Linked DNA regions of Manis javanica: region 2 is linked to region 1. Evidence: chromatin contacts called from public Hi-C data. All regions are on one chromosome and are shown on one strand. Each heading gives the region's core, a stretch centred on a gene start, on an enhancer-like site or on the middle of the called end of the contact. The rest is flanking DNA. Distances are from core to core; before and after follow the strand shown. Region 1 holds the start of KCNN3 (potassium calcium-activated channel subfamily N member 3). Region 2 holds the start of CHRNB2 (cholinergic receptor nicotinic beta 2 subunit).

Region 1 (3,797 bases), core at 229-2,728:
TAATCAAGATTATTGTGTGTAAGCAATTGTAATTATTCGGTTTCTTGGGTTGTGGCTAAGATTACAAGTAATACTCGCCTCTTAATCATGAGGGCCAACAGGGGATTGGGAAGGTGAGAACTGATATAAAGAGGGTGCTTTGGGCTCACTTGATAGGAGTTCTGCTCCTCTCTGACCTAGCCACTTGCCACTCACCATTCAGGAGAGCTGCTTTTAGAAGCTCACTGTGTGAGCATGTGTGTGCACACCTATGTGCATGTATGCACCTGTATCTGTGTATCTGTGTGTGTGCATGGCTCTCCTACTCTTCCCTCTTCCTATGCAGGGAAGCAGCTGGCCAGAGGCCAAGGGGTGATGGAAAGCAGGAGCCAGGCAGAAAGATGCCGCCCTCTTAAAAACCCAGGTGTGCCTGGGGAATCCCATAATGGTCCCTTCCTCACTAATCCCTAAGTCTGCCACAGTTATAAATGCATTTCCATTCAGCTCTGGTCCCATCTCTTTGGAACTCCCTTTGTACACAGTGGGAACTTAATAAATACTTGATGATGGTTCTGAACCTGGGAAGCCAACAGCTGTTCCTAGCTCTGACTCTCAGAGCCCCCTTGGGGAGCAACCATGGGGGTCTTCAGTCTTCCGGCTAGATACTCTTGTGACTTTATGCTCAGGTGGAGTCATGGTCCACTTACACATCTTGCTTTGGGGAGGCCATTTCCTCCATGGCTTCTTCCTGGCTTTCTCCCACCCACCATTTGAGCAACACTGATGGAGCAACTACTTGGTGTTGAGCATCATAATGGAAAGGCATCCTGGGAGATAGTATAGGAGCTGTGGGGTCAGATTGACCTGGGTTCAGATCCTAGCATCCTTAATTACAAGCTGGGTGACATCTGGCAAGTTACTTATCTGTGCTTGGGCGTTTTCTTTTCCTTTCTTTTTTTTTTTTTTTTTTACGGTTTTCATCTGTAAAAGGAGAATGATGACATCATTTCCATAGGGTTGATGAGAGGGTTAGAAATAACCTAGAGGAGGCACCTGCGCAGATTGCAGGCGTTCAGTAGGTGAGCTTTTCAGCCGGGGGTAAGAAGGCTATGGGTCCTCTCTGCTTCTGTGACCTTGAAGTTGTTACTCAACATCACGGACCAGTTGGTAAAATGGGAAGATAATGCCCACCTCCTTGGGTGTCTGGAGGACGTAACTGGATAATATGTGTAGACCCTGGCCATTAATAAGTTGCCTTCCTGCTTCCTGCCCCAGCGTCGGGGTGCACAGCTACCCTCCTTAGGAGGCCCTCTGCTCCTCCTCCCCACCGCCCCCGTCCGTGTACATCTTTCATGGCCGTGGGCTCGCGGGTTTCTGCCATACCTGTCAGAGGAAAGAGGGCAGCAGCTCAGCTCCGCGCACGCAAGCGGAAACTACAGTTCCCAGCCCTCGCCGCGCCGCCGCTGGGCCCAGAGCTGAGGGCAGTTGGCTCCTCCTCCTGGGCGGAGCCTAAATGGGGGCGGAGTTAGGAGGTGGTTGGAGAGTTAAGCCAAGCCAATGAGACCAGCTGCTAATAAGTGGGCTTGGCTTACAATATAACAGTGGCAGGAGGAGGCGAGCAAAGCAATTGAGCCAGCGAGGAGTGGAGCTGGACCTGGCCTCGCACGCTCCTAGAGGACCACCTCCTGAGACAGAGTTCTTTTTCCTCCTTCTTCTTGCTCAAGCTCTCTCCTGCCCTCCCTCCCTGCCCAGTGCAATGCATTCTTGAGTGGCAGCGTCTGGACTCCAGGCAGCCCCAGAGAACCGAAGCAAGCCAGCGAGAGGACGGGAGCCAAGACACTCCGGTTGGGGAGCTTGGATGCCTGGCTTTCTTTGAGGACGTCTTTGGAGCGAGGGTGGCTTTGGGGTGGGGGATTGTGCTGCAAGGAATCCAGCCAGGTCCCAAGATGGACACTTCTGGGCACTTCCATGACTCCGGGGTGGGAGACCTGGATGAAGACCCCAAGTGCCCCTGTCCATCCTCCGGAGACGAGCAGCAGCAGCCGCCACCGCCGCCGTCAGCGCCACCAGCGGTGCCCCAGCAGCCCCCGGGACCCCTGTCGCAGCCTCAGCCTCCGCAGCCTCAGCCTCAGCAGCCGCCGCCGCCGCCGCCGCATCCCCTGTCTCAGCTCACCCAACTCCAGAGTCAGCCCGTCCACCCCGGCCTGCTCCACTCCTCTCCCACTGCTTTCAGGGGCCCCCCTTCGGCCAACTCCACAGCCATCCTCCACCCTTCCTCCAGGCAAGGCAGCCAGCTCAATCTCAATGACCACTTGCTTGGCCACTCTCCAAGCTCCACAGCCACAAGTGGGCCTGGTGGAGGCGGCCGGCACCGGCAGGCCAGCCCCTTGGTGCACCGGCGGGATAGCAACCCCTTCACGGAGATCGCCATGAGCTCCTGCAAGTACAGCGGTGGAGTCATGAAGCCCCTCAGCCGCCTGAGCGCCTCCCGGAGGAACCTGATCGAGGCTGAGCCTGAGGGCCAACCCCTCCAGCTCTTCAGCCCCGGCAACCCCCCGGAGATCGTCATCTCCTCCCGGGAGGACAACCATGCCCACCAGACCCTGCTCCGTCACCCCAACGCCACCCACAACCACCAGCACGCCGGCACCACTGCCAGCAGCACCACCTTCCCCAAAGCCAACAAGCGGAAAAACCAAAACATTGGCTATAAGCTGGGACACAGGAGGGCCCTGTTTGAAAAGAGAAAGCGCCTGAGCGACTATGCTCTGATTTTTGGGATGTTTGGAATTGTTGTTATGGTGATAGAGACCGAGCTCTCTTGGGGTTTGTACTCAAAGGTAGGGGCTGTGGTTTCTCTTTATACCTTGAACAAAAGGCTTATGTAGGTAGCAAGAGAGCGAGAGAGAGAGATTGGGGGAGAGAGGTGCTGGTGGTGGGAGAGGCGTTTGCTCAATTACATTGAACACTCCAACTTCCCATGGTTTTCCTTCTTAATCCCGGGAGAATTCATTCCTCGCCTTCTTGTGGGTGGGGGGGGGGGGACATCCCCAAACACTGTGTCTCATTTGCAGACTCTGGGTTAGGGAGGACGATAGAATCCCTTCTGAGAATCATTTTTCCTCCTGGCTCACTCGTACAAAAGCATAACCCAGCAGCTTAACGCACCAATTAATTACATTCTGCCTCGGTGCTTGCCAGTTCCTGTGACTTCCCCCCTCTCCTCCCCTCCAGGCTCCACTCCATTTTCCCGAGGATAAAAAAGAAATAAATGTCTGGGTGGGGGGCGGGGAGGGGAGTCCATGCCAGTCCCTTCTCTCTCTGTCCTCTCGTCTCTTCCCAAGTTTCTATTTCCCTCCTCCTGAGAGACTTAGGGCGAAATAGAAAAGCACCCATGCCCTGAGTCGCCTAAAAATACAGGCGGAGGAAATCATCGGTCCTTTCCCTCGGGAAAGAGGACTCAGAATAAACCTGCTGCTGCCTCGTAAACATCCCCTGATAAAAATGGCTACAGGTGTTCCCCAGGCAGAGCAGATGGGCGCCGCCTTGGCATCGGCCCGGGGTGGCGGTGGGGGGAGCGCCTCTCCTTGGGCTGGGATGACGGGGCTTCCCAGGAGGTCCCCAAGAGCCGGCGCCCCCGGCTCAGCCCTGGTTCTCCCCTCCCACCCCAACAGCTTCTGGGAATAAATAAGGATGAGTGTGTGCGCGAGCGGGTGAGTGCGCGTCCCGTGGAGATGGGCGGGCACCGGCTTTGGCGAGGTCCCTGGTCCCACTTCTCCGGCCCCTCAGGCCAGCCCCAAGGAGGAGAGGTTCTCCTC
Region 2 (3,363 bases), core at 523-3,022, 240 kb after region 1:
ACCCATAGGGGGAAGCCCCTGTGAGACCACTGACCAAGGGGCCCAGACAGCCCCACACAGATGCCTCCAGAATAAGAACTGGTTCTGCAAAGATTAGTGGAGACTGGCTCTTCCTGCAAGAAAAGGGTGGTTTCAAAAGATGAGATTTCTGTTTCCCTGGCCTCTCCTAAAATATACCTTGAATCAGGGGAAACTTGGGAAGGTGGAAAAAAAAGACTGGAGGAGAATAGTTATTTATGTCCCACCACACACCCTTCCTCCTCAGTCAGTGCCCATCTATGTACACAAGTAACGCTATGTGCCCCCATACGTGACTGAGGCTGTGACCCCATCTCCCACCCTCAAAGGCACTGGGTTGGAGTAGAATAGTTGAACTGCCTGAGCTGTAGGTTATGGCATAAGATACCATAAGATACCAACTTCCACACAGATGGGAGCCCCATGAGACGGCATGCAGGTGTGGAAAGCTTATTAGGTTTATGTTCCCTTTGTACCTGCCCCTCCACACTACCTCCTGCAACTCTGCACAAATGCACCCCACCCTCGAGAGCTCCTCCCTGCCCTCAGCCTGGCAGAGCTCCTTCTCTCCCGAGTCTCCTGTCCCACCCTACAGAGTTGAGAAGTCACTGCTCTTCTTTTTGCCCCTGTGGAGTGACCAGTATCAGGAGCCCAAAGTGGAGGACAGGAAATAATGGGGAGCCAAGGGAGGTTGCTGAGCCAGGTAGGTTTCTGGAGATAATGCTTCTGGCAAGAAGTCAAATGGCATCTCAGACACAATCATAGTCTGCCCTCCTGCCCCGCCCCCAGAAAGCCTGGGGAGACCCCCTCCCTCCATCCTCTCCGGGCCCACCCTCTCCCCACCACCATTGCCCCGGTTCCGTCTCTTCCTTACATCATTTACTCCTTCAGTATGTCCTCCTCCCAGTTCAGTATCGCAGGGTCTCTCCCCTAACTCAACAGACTCCCCCACTCCCAGGGATCCCTCCCTCCACCTTCCAGACTGACCAAGGTGAGACAGAGAGCAACGACCTGTCCCTACCTGAGCACAGCCCGAGAAGGCAGAAACTGAGAAGCAGCGCCATGGGGCCGGGGCGCAGGGCCATGCCGTGGGCATAGCTCGCCAACTCGCCTAGAGCGGCTGGAGCGCGCGGCTGGCCGAGGGCCGCCGGCGGGGCGCTGTCCGTGGTGCTGAAGCCTCCGACACGCCGCCCGTGCCGGGCCGGAGCGGGACCCAGGTGGAGCCGGGCCTGAGCGGGGCCCAGGTGCTGCTGTGCCGGCCGCCGCGGCGGTTCCTGCAGCGCAGTGAGCTGCGTGAAAGAACCAGCTTCTCGCTTATCCCGATCTGAGCAGGCGGAGGCTTTTCCGGCTGTTCTTCCAGGGCATTCAGCTGGGACGGTGAGGGGGCGGAGTCTCTGCCCCGGAGGCGGAAGCACCGGATGCCAGAGAAAAGGGGTTCCCTGGCTGGGATATTCTGCCTGTCCTGCTTAGGCAGGGTGTTCGTGATGTGGAAGAAGGGCGACTAACGCGACGGTAGAAGGGTTCTGAAGCCCCGAAGCTGGGGCAGGACGTGGGGGTTTCTGAGAAGGAAGAAACAGAGTAAGATAAATAGGTCAGGGCTCGCTTAGTACAGGGGGACGGAGTGCCAGAATGAGGAGGCTGAGCCGGGAGGAGTTTCTGGAGTCCCCATCCTCCTTTTTCTCTCTTACCAAACCCAGATGATCTGCTTCCGGGAAAGGCTGAGAATGCAACTGGGCAAATGCATTTTAGGCCCTTAGAGAAAGAGACAGGCTGTGGGTTTGCTGTTTAAAGAAAGCAAAGAACTTTGGAGTCTGGGAACAGGATCCCCTCGCTTGTCACCTTTTCCACCTCCATAAACTCCCTTAAAAGCCAGGCTTCTTCACAACTGAAGGACACAAACAGCAGCAGACTCACAGACTCCAAGAAGGGACTAGCGGTTACCAAAGGGGAGGGGTCAGGGAGGGCGAGTGCGGAGGGAGGGAGAAAGGGATTGAGGGGTATTATGATTGGTGCACATGGTGTGCAGGGGATCATGGGGAAGACAGTGTAGCACAGAGAAGGCAAATAGTGACTCTGTGGCATCTTACTACACTGATGGACAGTGACTGCAATGGGATGGGGTATGGGCGGGGACTCGATAATATGGGTGAATGTAGTAACCACATTGTTTTGTAACCACATTGTTTTTCATGTGAAACCTTCATAAGAGTGTATATCAGTGATACCTTAATAAAAAAAAAGCCAAGCTTCTTGCCGTCCTCCAGGAGTTCTAAGGTGGTGGCATCTGGACATCACCTAAAAAGAAGGCAACTTTCAAAAGTGGAAGGATAAATGGCCCTTATCAATTAGCCTTTCTCACTCCCATTCCCTTCCATTCCAGTCTTTGACTGCTGTGTGACAAGGGGGATCAGAGGACCATTTCACAGAGGCCAGCCCAAGAGTGAAGCTAATACAAAGAAGAGCAAAGATGAGACAGAGGAAGAGAGGTGTCAAAACTCAATGACATCTTTGATCTTGAAAGCCCTGAACTTTTAGCTTCTGAGCTGATAAAGGCTTCCCTTTTTTATTGGATTCTTATCCTTTCAACCAAAAAATTTCCAACTAAAGCAGCCTTAAACATCAAGGCTTTGTCTTATTCCATCTCTGCTTACTTCTCCAATTTCAGAGCCATTACCCTCGGCTCCACACTCCAGCTACTCGCAATATCTTTTAAGATCCTTGGACATTCTGTCCTTCCCATCCTCCACACTTTAAGACCATTTAAACAGGTAGTTTGTTTGGCTCTCTAATCACGTGTTTTCTCTCAACCACCTTCTAGTTAACTTTGAACATCTGGCAGAAATGTCAGTTCCTCAAGGAAGCTATGCCTGGCCGAGGTCTATGTCAGGTGCTCTGCTATTTGTTTCCAGAGGATGTCCAATGAACAAGCAATTTAGTCTAAGTTGGTGGCTGCCTCTCTTGTTAGATCATGAACCAGCACAGCACCTGGCATATCCTAGGACTCAACATATAAGGAAAAAGGTCTAGTACAGGACTGACATCTTTTCATGTGTAGGAGAAAATTCCTCTCTAAAAGCTCAGCTAAAAGCAACTTATGTAACATCCTCAGTTCCTGGAATTGAGGGGTACAAATAGGACAAATACTAGAAACAGACTGGAGAGAAATGAGATGGTTACTGGCCCCATAATGCACAGGGAAGTGGGCATAAATCTGCACTATAATTTTCATGGTATGTGTGTGCATAAACATGCGATGATCTCTTAAGAATTAAGGAAATCTTAGACCAAGGGAAGGAGTGGAAAACACAAGCCTTAAGGAAAAGGGAAGGAATGTGTGCAATCATT

The links. Hi-C and Micro-C count contacts between places; a contact is called where the count stands out from the background.
Region 2: a Hi-C map of blood shows a contact between it and region 1, with 2.6 times the contacts expected there. The contact joins the promoter of CHRNB2 here to the promoter of KCNN3 in region 1. A contact is called at or near these places in 2 of 2 Hi-C or Micro-C datasets (blood and fibroblasts).

What each region holds. Positions count from the first base shown.
Region 1 is chr14:10,987,731-10,991,527 of MJ_LKY, forward strand. KCNN3 (potassium calcium-activated channel subfamily N member 3) reads left to right here and starts at 1,479. Exons shown (of 9, transcript XM_037016765.2): 1 at 1,479-2,819. The coding sequence starts at 1,926.
Region 2 is chr14:11,224,444-11,227,806 of MJ_LKY, forward strand. It overlaps CHRNB2 (cholinergic receptor nicotinic beta 2 subunit), which reads right to left and starts at 1,773. Exons shown (of 6, transcript XM_017655109.3): 1 at 1,040-1,773. The coding sequence starts at 1,103.